2 separate regions of the Mus musculus genome follow, and region 1 is linked to region 2. The links are chromatin contacts, called in public HiChIP or PLAC-seq maps. All regions are on one chromosome and are shown on one strand. Each heading gives the region's core, a stretch centred on a gene start, on an enhancer-like site or on the middle of the called end of the contact. The rest is flanking DNA. Distances are from core to core; before and after follow the strand shown.

Region 1 (6,490 bases), core at 2,300-4,799, 190 kb before region 2:
GAGCTCTGAGGACCCATATGCAAGGACAGGATTTGAATTTGCAGGGGTCTCTGCAAACACCACAGCCAGCAAACTGTTGATCATCGAGGATCAAGAAGGCAATTAGATTCAGCGTGGCTCGGTAGCTGGTATTGGTGCAGACTTCAAGACGCTGACCTCCAATAGGCATATTTAAGCACAGGACAATTTGGAAAAATAATTTCCTGGCAATAATTAACTCAGTCCCATGTGCACCACAAAGCTTAAGATATGACTATGTTGAAATTCCTTATAAAGTGCAAGTAACATCGTCTAGAAAGGTGGGCTCTAAAGATTGAGAAAAACAAACTCAAGACGAGAGTCGGAGGGAGGATCCAGCATAGCCTGGCCACACAGATAGCATAAGGGTCACCAGGCTAATTAACCATATCTGCTTCCAGCCTCCTAAGCAGAAAATAGGTTATACATCTCTCCCTTTGATGTGACAGTCTGTGTGTTAGCATTCCTGGTTCCCTTAGAGTTTATTTATGAACACAGAACCTCTGCACCTCCTACATGATTTGACAGAGCTATTGGCCATGCTGGTACATGAGTTATTTGAGGTCTGTGATTCCCATAAAATAAACAGATCTCTTTATGAAAAATGACCACAGGTATGGTACAGGCATGGTGAACCACACCTGTCATTCAGGGTTTGGAAGGTAGAGGCAGGAAGCCTAGGCTGAAAGATCCTGTCTCAAAAATTCAAAGCAGATAAACGTGGGAAACAGTCATCTTTAAAAAGGAAGAAAAGTGGCAATTTATGTCTCATTGCTTCTGGGAAAGGTATTCGTTGGTGTAGTTATTTAGGAAAGTGGGCATTTTCCAGGAAATATAAGCGTGCACATATGCATTTTAATTATACAGCTTTCCTTGTAGAATTTCCCATTGAAAAACCACTATGTGTGTGTGCTATAAGCCATGGAGGGTGTTCATTACAATCTTAACTATGTTAATGATTTCAAAATTCAGAGCCAAGCTGAGTGTTTAGCAGAGTAAACAGAAGACAAGCATGTGGCCTTGGGATGGCTCAGAAAGTAAGGCTACGAAATTGAAGACCAGTATTCAGTCTCTGGGTCTCACTCGGGAGAAAAAGAGAGCCGCTTGCAACAAATTGTCCTCTATGCTATGGCATGCTTGTATCTATATGTGTATATGTATATGTATGTTTGACCAAACTATTGTTCAGTGATATATATATATATATATATATATATATATCACACAAACATATTAAAAAGCACATTATGATATACAATCAAATAAAAGGATACTATACAATACGAACATTGGATAATCTGTGGCTAGCAATTCAGAAAAATCACAAGAAGCCAGTATTAAGCCACAAGGATATAAGTTACAAAAAAAAAATCTTTTACACTGTGAATATATATACATATATATGTGACTAAACAACTCACTTTTCGCCCTGAGACAGGTAGGAAAAGCCTGGAAGCTTACAGCGGCTTCCATTAAAATTCATATCCCTCTGTTTTGAGAATATCTATGGAAATGAAAGCTACCAGCTATTTCTGCCATTTCAGTGTTCACATGTGATTTTTTTCCAAGTGCCCTGCACAGAAAGTCTCTAAAATATCACATGTACTCTGCTGGCAGGCTGCAAACCAACAGAAAGATGGCTGGGTAAAAAGGAACTCATGCACGCAGAATATTTTTATCTTTAAAAAAAAATTACATTCATTCCTGAAATAGAATATTTGGAGAGGAGCTTTTCGTGAATGATGGTAGATTGAAGGCTGTATCTAAAAATAGAGCAGCAAGCTTTAATAAATGAAAATTAGCGTCCTAATCAGTGCTTTATGGGCTCGGCACTGATCATGTCACTCACCGCTTCAGCTAACGTGGTCCACGCCTCTTCTAGCTCTGTGATTTGCCGGTTGGGCTGTGATGAGTCCATCAACACATCACCACCATCACCACTGTCCTTACCAGCACCACCATCAGTACTACTATCACCATCAACATCATTATCATCATCAGTTCCATTATCAACATCAGCATTATTACCATCAGCATCCCCTCAGTCAGCATCACTAACATCAGCATCATCAGGACATAACCCAAAGCACATGCTTTTCTAGGTTCTGAGATAATGTCTTTATAAATATCCCACTTGATAGATGCATGATCCTGCCACAGGATCTTTGTCTTACTCTAACATAACACCCTCTGCCAAGTTCCAGTATTACACCCTGTGATGGTTTGTATATGCTTGGGCCAGGGAGTGGCACTCTTAGGAGGTGTGGCCTTGTTGGAGTAGGAGTGTCACTGTGGGAGTGGGGCTTTAGTACCCTAGTCCTAGCTGCCTGGTAGACAGTCTCCCACTAGCTGCCTTCAGATGAAGAAGATGTAGAACTCTCAGCTCCTCCTGCACCATGCCTGCCTGGATGCTGCCATGCTCCCGCCTTGATGATAACAGGCTGAACCTCTGAACCTGTAAGCCAGCCCCAATTAAATGTTGTCCTTTAAAAGACTTGCATTGGTCATGGTATCCCTTCAACTGGCTGAGTTTCTCACTGCTGCATGGACAGATACTCGGTCATCTCCATTTATTCGAGAGAAGCTTAACAGTCTATGTAAGCAAAGCAGTACCTATTTCTTCCAAACCTGTATCTCCAGAGTTTGGATCTAGACTTCATGTGTCTGGAGGCACAATAATTATATACCGAGTGTATGTGCCATTCAATTGGCCCAGTAATTCTGTGCTAATACTAGTTACGTTCTGCAGAGTCAAACAACAGAGGCTCGGTGTGTAAATAACTTGACCATATTTGCTCAGCTTGTGAGTAATGGGGACTATAATTCAAAGTCATTGTGTCTGTCATCAGGGCCATTTGCCCGACAGCTCCATTTTGCTATCCATCATTTGCTGCTGCATAGAGGATCTTCTTTTCATGCAATCAAATCATCATTTGTTTAATTCCTTGAATTCACCTTTATAGCATAGAATCATGTTCTGTTTAGGATCATTTCTATTTGCATGTTCAAAGGTCTCCCCGCTGCTCGCCCCCATTTTAGCCTGGGTTGCTGCCAGCCCTCTGTAGCTCACTGGAGGCTAGCTCCTGGCATTGTCTAGGCTCTAAAGCTCTGTTGGTATGCAAAAGCTGCAGACCTGTTTCAAGGAGGAAGCGTTCCCAGGTGATCCACGGGGTAGCATTATCTCTGCAATGTATGTCGCATCATGCCTCGTCGAATGGCGTCTAATGACCTTGGGTCTGAGCCGGTGCTGACATGTGACCCGCGCTCATTTGTCACTTTCTACATTGTGAGATGTACTGAAATAACAGGGAAGAGGAAAAAGCAGACGAGGGCCTCTCCTGGATGTCTGGAAACGGTTAGCAATGCATGCAGCATTTACTCTTGTAATTCTCTTTTGTTTGTTCTGGGTTACAAGGGCCAGCTTTGAAGTTAAAAATAAAACAACTATTGTTAGAAGCTGAGGTGGTCACCCTTTATAGTGGAGCCTCAGGTCCGGATGAGTCACTGCAAAGACTCCTCCTGGAATGTTTGCAGGGCTGGCCAGTGGGCTGGATAAATGCTGGCGTCCTTAACTGGGCTGTACCAAATCCCTTCCTGGCTCCTTTTGATTTGGTGCAGAGGGGGAGGCCCAGGGGCTCACAGGAGCCAGGCAAATTCCACAATCACTTAGCCCCAGACAGACCCAGACCAAGCCCCAGTACCCTTGATAGAGCCCATTCTTTTTGCCTAGCTAATCTCCCTCTATACTAGTGGTTCAAAGCCTTCCTAATGCTGTGACCCTTTAATATAGTTCCTCATGTTGTGGTGACCCCCAGACATAATACTGTCATGTTGCTATCTCATGCCTGTGATTTTGATATTGTAATGTATATATCTTATATGCAGGATATCTGATTAAAAAAAACAAAAACGCCTAAGTGGCAGAGACACACAGGTTAAGAACTTGTTTACCTAGCTGTAGAGCCATCTGTTCCCTGTATGCTGAAACTCATTCTTAGGTCTTGTGTTAGCCAATTGGTTATCAGCAGCCCATGCTCCTTGAGTTACCTGGTTTCTCTGCCAGTCACATCTTTGGACCTGGTTTGACTTAACACTATTCAGAATGGCTCTGTTAAAGGCTTCATGTTATCTGTTGCTTTTTCGCCTCCTCCCTCTTCTCTCTCTCTCTCTTTCTCTCTCTCTCTCTCTCTCTCTCTCTCTCTATATATATATATATATATATATATATATATTCATTTGCTGCTGCGTAGAGGATCTTCTTTTCATACAATCAAATCATCATTTGTTTAATTCCTTGAATTCACCTTTATAGCAAAGAATCATGTTCTGTTTAGGATTGTGTATGTGTATATATATATATATATATATACATATGTATATATGTATATATACATAGTGTATATGTATGCCTATATAATGTGTGTATATGGATATGGATATATGTGCATATATATATATATGTGTGTGTGTATGTATGTATATGTATGTGTACATATGTATGTCATGTGTATGTATATATAATGTGTGTATATATGTGTATATGTGTATGTGACTGTGTGTGTTTTGCCTGCATGACTGGGTATCACCTATATGCAGTGCCAATGGGATCCAGAAGAGGGTTTCAGAACCCTTAAAACCAGAATTACAGATTAGGGTACCATGTGGGTGCTGTGAATCAAAGTTGGGTCCTTTGGGAGAACAGCAAGTGTTCTTAGCTGCTGAGCCACCTGTCTAGTCCTTTTTTTTTTTTTTTTTTTTTTCACTAAGCATTTCTTCACTCTGTATCCCAGGCTGCCCTTGAACTCACTACATATTCCAGGTTTCTATTACACGTGGGGCAATCCTCCTGCTTTCTACTTAACTTCTCAGTCTCAGACTCACACTCACAAGTGTATGGATAACATGTGTGAGCTACTACTTTGCCTCTCTATGCTGTTCATGCCTTTCAGGGTCCTAGGATCCTCAGAAATGAAGGTCTCCATCTTGGCTGGTGTGTGTGTGTGTATGTGTTTTAAAAAACCTGTGTTTACTACTTTATATCTTCAGCCTTTGGAGACTTCTATTTTCATCTGGCAATTAAATAAGCCATGGGTTCATTCTACTGTAAAAGTTTAAAATCAAAATAGTAACTATCTGTCAATCTATCTATCTATCTATCTATCTATCTATCTATCTATCTATCTATCTATCTATAGTTAATATTTTATATTATCAATTCCATTTATTAATAAATCGGAAGCAGGGTCACAGCTTTTCCCTGTGGACTCCCTGACTATGTTAATTTCTGCTATCTCCTGTTCCCTCAGCTCTTCATTGATCTCCCATATGAAGAAGGGAAAATGTTCTTTTATATTTGATACCTTAACACTGGGGCCCAAGAGGAAACTAGAAACCTCCAGGGCAGGGCTGAAGAGATGGCTCAATTGGTAAAGTGTTTGACATGCAAGCTTGAGGACCTGAATTTGAATCCCAGACTCCGTGTGAGGAAGCCAGGTGTGATGGAGTATGCTTATAGCCCTGGCGCTCCAGAGGTGGAGAGAGGAGGCTCCCTGGAGTTCACTTGCCAGGCAGTGTAGTCTAGTTGGTGAATTCTGGACCTGTGTCAAAGTGAACTGTGACAGAGAGAACCACATATAAGATTGCCATCAACACACACACACACACACACACATACACACACACACACACACACACACACACACACACTGCCCAAAATGACTCACAGATCATCACAGAATATTGAAAGACAGGATCCTGCTAAAAATACACGTTGGTATCTAGTGAACTTTTCTCAGACTCAGGGACTGTGCTAAATGCTCTACAATACTGTTCAGAAGTTCAGGTATAGCCACCCAGTGACTCTATTAGCATTTCTTAAAACATAAGTAATGTGAAATACAGGATAGAAGACTGACTCCAGACTCTACTCCACCCACTGTATATGGCTTTTATGATAATATAAATATATGTTATAAATACATATATATATATATATATATATATATATATATATATATATACACATACATATTTCACTTAGGAAAAGTGGGTATACAAAACTAAAAAACGAAAAGTCACACAAGGCCCTGAGGATAGAGTTCATGTCTCTAGTTAGTTTTAACCTGGGATGTATCATTGGAGAGCTGCCTCCATCCCTGGCCAATGCTGTGAGCGTGGTGCTCTGTCAGCTCCAGGCTCTCAGAGCATGCTCTTAGAGCCTGTCACGGGTCATGTCTCCTATAGATGTATATACTTCTAATTTCCACCAGAGAAGACTGCATGGTTTACATAGGTCTCCCAAGTCCTCTACATGTTCAGCATTTAATTCTCTTATAACTTTGCTGTAGTTATGAATGCCATGGTGGACTTCCTTGAACATATTCAATTTTGAACATCTCCGGTTATTTATTGTCATGGGTAAATGTCAAGAATGAGAACTGTTGGCCTAGAAGTAATCTCTCTCTCTCTCTCT
Region 2 (6,164 bases), core at 762-3,261:
TAGGTGATTCTAGACAGTTCTGGGTTCAATGTGAGACCCTCTCTCAGAACAAACAAGATTCCTCATGAGAATTCACAGATGCATGTCTTCCCTCTTCTATCACTTTCTCAGTTCTTGGAAGAGAGAAAAGACAGTTTACCATGCCAAAGTGAGAATAATATAAACTTGGAATCAGGGGTAGTCATGTAAAAGTTGGAGGGGCTTACTAAGATGTTTTTATTTTCCTTTGTGTCCATGGCTCAGTGCCAGTACTCAGACCCACGTGTTAGAGTGCTTAGCCATCAAAAAGCAGCAACCTCTAGTCCATGGCTTTCCTGGAACTTTCTCTACCCTGTAACACTGGATGCTGGTCTCCATGGTGCCACTCCTAGCGCCGAAAGAAGAACCGCAACTTTTCTAAATGTGAAGCTCTTTGAGAACAAGGAAATATATTCATTTAAAAATCTTCAGCCCAGAAACAGGTATAAAAGATACATTCCACTAATGTTGGATGAATGAATGCATGTTCTGAAGTGAGAAGAAAGGGACTATAGGAAAGGTTAAATGCTCAGGAGTCCTTGTGTGTGGAATTCCCATCCGCATGTGTTACCACAATGGTCAGAGTCAGAGCCTGGGCCCTGGCCACCCGAACAAGCCAGGCCCGGCCATCCACACTCATTAGGCCAATTAAAGGCACAATCAATAGTGAAAAGCAGATTGGTTCAATGTGGCCACATTGGGAAGAGGAACAAAGAAGCCCAGTGACACCTTTCCAAGTCTGTCTTGGGGTCTTGGCAAAAGGCGTGCATAAATGCAGCTCCAGTCTCTAACCCTAACAATGTCGTAATACGTATTCACTGAGGAATTCCACTCAGAGGAGAAATGAGAGGAGGGCTTCCGACCCAGGCCATCTGCGAAGTCAGACAATGGCTTGGGAATGGCATTTAAAGCCCCAAAAGCAAGTGGCTGTGTGGTCCAGGCATCTTAAGCCAGGAAAGAAGGGACTTGTGAATGCAGATAGAGGAGAAAAACCTGGAGCCATACGCATACCTGAGAGAGAGAGAGAGAGAGAGAGAGAGAGAGAGAGAGAGAGAGAGAGATGGGGAGATGGGGAGATGGAGAAATGGAGAGGAAGGTCCTGTTTGCCCATCAGCTAGATAATGCAGCACCTTGCAGTTGTGATAATCAAAAGCGAAGTACAGCCAAATATCCCTTAAAGAATAAAACCTCTCTCGATTGAGAACATCACAGTTGAGCAGGAAGGGACTGGAGTGATCCCTGTCATGAAGTGACCACCTCTATCTCATGTCTTCCTGAACCATGAGGCAGAATGGTAACCCCAGCATTAGCTCCATCTTTAGAATGCAGAGAAACTATTTGCTTGGCTTTTAATTTGACAGCCTGATTACTTTAAGGTGTCCCCATGGAGACTGGCAATCAGACCCATTAATGTGAAATTTTAATAGACCGTCAGGGAACATTCCTCCCAAGAACATGTTGTCCAAGGAACCTGGCATCACTCATTCTAAATGTTACCCCACACCCACCAGTATCCCAAGGTCAACCAGAAGTGCCATCCTTTAACATGAAGATGACAGTATTGACAGCCACTGGTAACCTCTAAGAATCCATCTGTAGCACTTCACTGACGTGGGTATGTTTCCATCCAGGGTCTCCAAAACACTTTCCAGCTATGAGGTCAGTCACATAACAAGCCTCAAAAGGCCTGACCAGGGGACAGATGGGTTTCTTATCTGTCACTGGTTACAGTTATCTCTGCTTAGCGTATTGAGAAAACATCTCAAGGGCTCAACTCTAGCCGGGCTCTTGGGACTGAAGTGAACCCCAGCCACAGGGCCCAAAGGCTGGTATCGATCAATCAGTGGGAACTTCTCCTCGAGCCAAAGAAAACCAACATCTGGGCAGGCTTTCGTCTTGGGCTCCAACAAACATGCGTCACGTTGAAAACATGTCTTCAAGTGCTAGAGGTCATAAGCAGTGCTGTGTTTGTACTGGGGAAGCTCATGGCCAGCCAGGCATTCTTTGCATTCTTCCTGGGGTTAAGTCATAAAGCCACCATAGTCATACTGCAAGGGTAGAATGGGTACCCATTTAATAAAGAGAAATGAGGGTTTGTTTGTTTTTCTGTGAAAGTCCCTGAGGAGACAAGCAACCTAGTCACAAACATAAAACACATGTTCCCACTGTGTGTAGCCTACTTTCCCTCTCATGGAGAATACATATGAAATAAGCCACACAAATATATGTGTGCAATGTGTGCATGTATGTACGTGTGTACATGTGTGTATACATGTTCTTTTATTTGTGTATAGCTTGTTCCCCTCTCTATGAAGAGTATGTATATTTTAAAAAACACAGAAAAACTTATGTGAGTGCATACGCATGTGTGTATACATATTCCTATATATGTTCCTGTAACTCACTTTTTCCATCATTGAGTATGTATACAACACACACATGCGCACACACACACACATATTTACACACATCCCTACATTTGGCCTTCCATATTCATTAGAATTGTATCTATACCCTGCCCCAAATGGGAACTAAAACCCATGAAGACTTCAATCCTTTATAAACAAATGACATGGAATTTACATATAACTTCCACACATCCAACCAACTCTGGCTGATCTGTATTACCTGATCCAGTATATTGCTGCATGGATGGTTGTCACACTTCTGGTTAGGGAATAATGATAAGAACAACTGTGCAGCTTCAGGGTAGGTCCCCTGAGGGATCTGTGCTTAACTGAATCTATAGATGTACAATCTGTAGAAGTGGAAGTCACAGAGGCAGAGGGCCAGGCCAGTCTTATTTCTCACGGTGACTGCTAACCTATGCTCAAGAGCTTAGATGCTTCTCTTTGGGTTGGAAACACTCAAATCCAAAGTGCATCGCTTTCTCTGTATGCCCGCACACCTACAGCATTCTTAGGGGCAGAGGTGTGGAGTATCAGGCTCTGGTGTATTTTAGGTATTACAGCAGTATGGACATAATGTCTGCTTGTGGTGAGGAAGGGGCAGAAATTCCTGGGTTGTTCTCTATAAATTGTAGATGTAGCTTTATCAGAACTGGCTACGTTGCTGATCGAAGGAAGGAAAAAAACCTAGATGTGGGTCTTTAGAAACAACAAAATAAACGAACAAACAAAAACACTGCTAAAACAGCTTACATAAAGCAGTAATCTGTGGTAGAAGCTAAAAAAGACTGGGCTTGGCCTTCAGACTTAGCAAGGCTGGGCGGCTCACTGGCCATGTGGCCCTGGACAGAGCGCTTCCCCTTCCAGTCCTCATCTGTTGAATTAGAATAGGGAAATGCAACAGTGCTTACCAGTACTGAATGAGGTAATCCATGAAACTCTGTGCGCCTGGTGAAGGATTGCCCAACTTCCAAGGAATTTTATTTTCCCTTCAAAGATAGTATCTTTGTCAGTGTTCTTGCAGGCACACACATTTCTGAGTCGGACCGATTTCAGTGGTAGATAATGGAGAGGATTTAGGAATAGATCAATTTGCTGTGATCAGCACAGTGTGGCTTAATGGTATGTGTCTGAGCTGTAGTCATGGTACGTTGACCAGCTTTATAATAATAATAATAATAATAATAATAATAATAATAGTTATATAAAATATATAGTATATACTTATGTTGATTTCTCTGAAGTGACTTCTGTTAATGGGACAAATTTCAGCCAGCTGTTATGACCAACACAGGTTTAGAAAAAAGAAATGCAAGTGCTATAGCAATACTAATTTGTGTGTGTGTGTGTCTATACCACTCTACAAATTAATCTTCACTGAATAATAATTGCAAAATAGAATAAAAAATCAGGAGTTGATAAGCTATAATATAATTTAACTAAAATTAGAAATTTTATATAGCTTAGTTTTTGGTAATAGCTGTGTTTGCCTTCAAGTTGTGAGTTCAACAGTATTCTCACAGACCAATACAAGCCACCTTCAGTACACCACTGTTTCTCTCTGGCACCATAAACGTACCAGATCATACCATGGATCAGCAAATTCAGGCCCACCCTTGAGAGTCAGCATGGAAAACACAGTTCTGAATGGTGTTTTGTTCTGTGCATTTTGTCTGAGCTACGTACTTGAGGTTTCACATTCTCCCATGTATTCCTTTGGCTAGCAAAATGATCATTGAAAAAAAAAAAAAAAGAATGGTTCACTGGGCCAATTACATGGAGCTTGGTTTCATGTTTGGGAAAATTATGAAGCTGTAGATAAAGCTGAACTTCCTAGGCTCATCCATTCTCTTACTGGTCATTAGACAACTCTATAAAATAATTCTTAGAAGGGAAGGTTTTATTTTCTTTCTTTCCGAAAGGTCCAAGAGAAAATGGGATTGCCAAAGACCATTCCTGATTCAGATACCAGGAAAGAGACCTACAGTGGCCTGTGACCACTTCCATAACCACAAGTGATCTATGGGCTGTCTGGTCTCTGATGGACAGCCCCATTTTAGCAACAGAGAATTTCAGAAAACAGAAACCTGTTTAGGAACCCAGACCAAACCAAGTAACAGGCAACCTTTACAGTCAAAATTGTCAAAGGGTCTGAAAGCAAAACAAAACAATATTTCAGAGTTGACTTGAGTCAAAGAAATGCCATGATATTGGGGCCAAGCAAAGGTTAAGAGTTGAGGAGGGCAGGCTGTGAATTGCAGGAAAGGGGATAGTTCCCTGTTAGAATTCCACATTGAAAATATATGGCACTGTTAAAGAGGTTTTTTAAGGCTGTTTTAAAACCCAGTCAGTTTTTAGCAGTGTCTTAAGCCCCTTCTGGTCATATATTGTGAGTTAGGTAGAAGTATTTATAGATAAATAATTGTGTGGAATCTCATTTACAAATAAAACAATACATCATGATCCTGTCACTTTATAAATTATGTGTTGTTATACATTGGAGCAATGGGTGGTCTTTTAGTTATCCTAAGAAAATAGTCTTCATCAAGAAAGTCAGTATGAGATTGGTTGTTTGTGAACTTTCTCAGATAAAATGTTTAAGATTTTGAAGGTTCTTGCATGATGATGATGGGGGGTGGTGACTTTGTGGGACATCATTCTAGACTCATGAGTCACCATCTTAGCACCATGAGTCATCATGAGTCATCATTCCAACACCATGAGTCATCACCTTAGCATCATGAGTCATCATCTTAGCGTCATTAGTCATCATGAGTCATCATTTTAGCATCATGACTCATCATCCTAGCACCATGAGTCATCATCTTAGCACCATGAGTCATGAGTCATCATGTACCATGAGTCATCATTCTAGCATCATGAGTCATCATCTTACCATCATTAGTCATTATGAGTCATCATTTTAGCATCATGAGTCATCATTCCAGCACCATGAGTCATCATGAGTCATCATCCTAGCACCATGAGTCAACATCCTAGCATCATGGGACATCATCTGTGCTGCTGAGGTTTTTCTCAACTTGACACAAGCAAGGGTCATGTGCAAAGAGGAGAACCTTAATTGAAAAGATGCCTCTATAAGATTAGCCTGTGGCTAAAACTGTGGAAAAATTTTTGATTAATAATTGGTGGAGGACTGCCCACTGTAGACAGCGCCATCCTTGGGCACGTGCTTCTGAGGTATATAAAAGCAAAGTGAGCAAGCCATCAAGGAGCAAGCCAGGATCTACAATCTTGTCAATTTTCAGCTCTTGTCTCCAGGTTTTGCCCTTGAACTCCAGTCCTGGCATCCCTGATGATGAACTTTAAAACCTGTGAGATACGAAAACCCTTTCCTTCCCAAGTTGGTTTTGGTCATCATGTTTATCACAGCAATAGAAAGCAAACCTGAGTATTGTCCCAGCACTGTGGGACATCACAGAAGAGCCTGTCAGCATCACTAGGGGAGCTGTCAAAGCAGATTACTGGGCTCCATGCCCAAGTGTCTTAATCAGGTCTGGACTGAGTGCTGAGAGTCTGAATTCATGGCCAGTTCCCATGTTAGCTCCCATGCATCTGGTCCAAGGATCACACTACGCAAACCATTAACTTAGACTTTATACATAACGAGTGGGTTGAAAAATAGCCTATTCAACCAGAAAGCCTAAAATGATCACCAATACCATGTCAGACCTAGGAATCTAAGGAGAAGGAAAAGGTAGGCCAGTTTAAATATAA

Evidence for each region. HiChIP or PLAC-seq counts read pairs in DNA pulled down with a chosen protein or histone mark.
Region 1: a contact with region 2 is called in a FOXA1 HiChIP or PLAC-seq map of pancreatic cancer cells. The contact joins two enhancer-like sites. A contact is called at or near these places in 4 of 484 Hi-C or Micro-C datasets (group 2 innate lymphoid cells, muscle stem cells and uterus) and 4 of 115 datasets of contacts at active chromatin or transcription factors (cardiomyocytes, embryonic stem cells, epiblast stem cells and 1 more).

The regions. Positions count from the first base shown.
Region 1 is chr13:45,817,755-45,824,244 of GRCm38.p6, reverse strand. All of the region lies in intron 3 of Atxn1 (ataxin 1), which reads left to right. Among named protein-coding and RNA genes, the nearest start is that of Atxn1, 140 kb to the left of the region's middle. Within about 2 kb of position 3,549, at least 78 of the 459 cell types and tissues checked have an H3K27ac peak or open chromatin away from gene starts, as enhancers often do. A contact at or near this core is called in muscle stem cells and pancreatic cancer cells, where this site is marked.
Region 2 is chr13:45,623,123-45,629,286 of GRCm38.p6, reverse strand. All of the region lies in intron 6 of Atxn1 (ataxin 1), which reads left to right. Among named protein-coding and RNA genes, the nearest start is that of Gm34582, 100 kb to the right of the region's middle. Within about 2 kb of position 2,011, at least 46 of the 459 cell types and tissues checked have an H3K27ac peak or open chromatin away from gene starts, as enhancers often do. A contact at or near this core is called in muscle stem cells and pancreatic cancer cells, where this site is marked.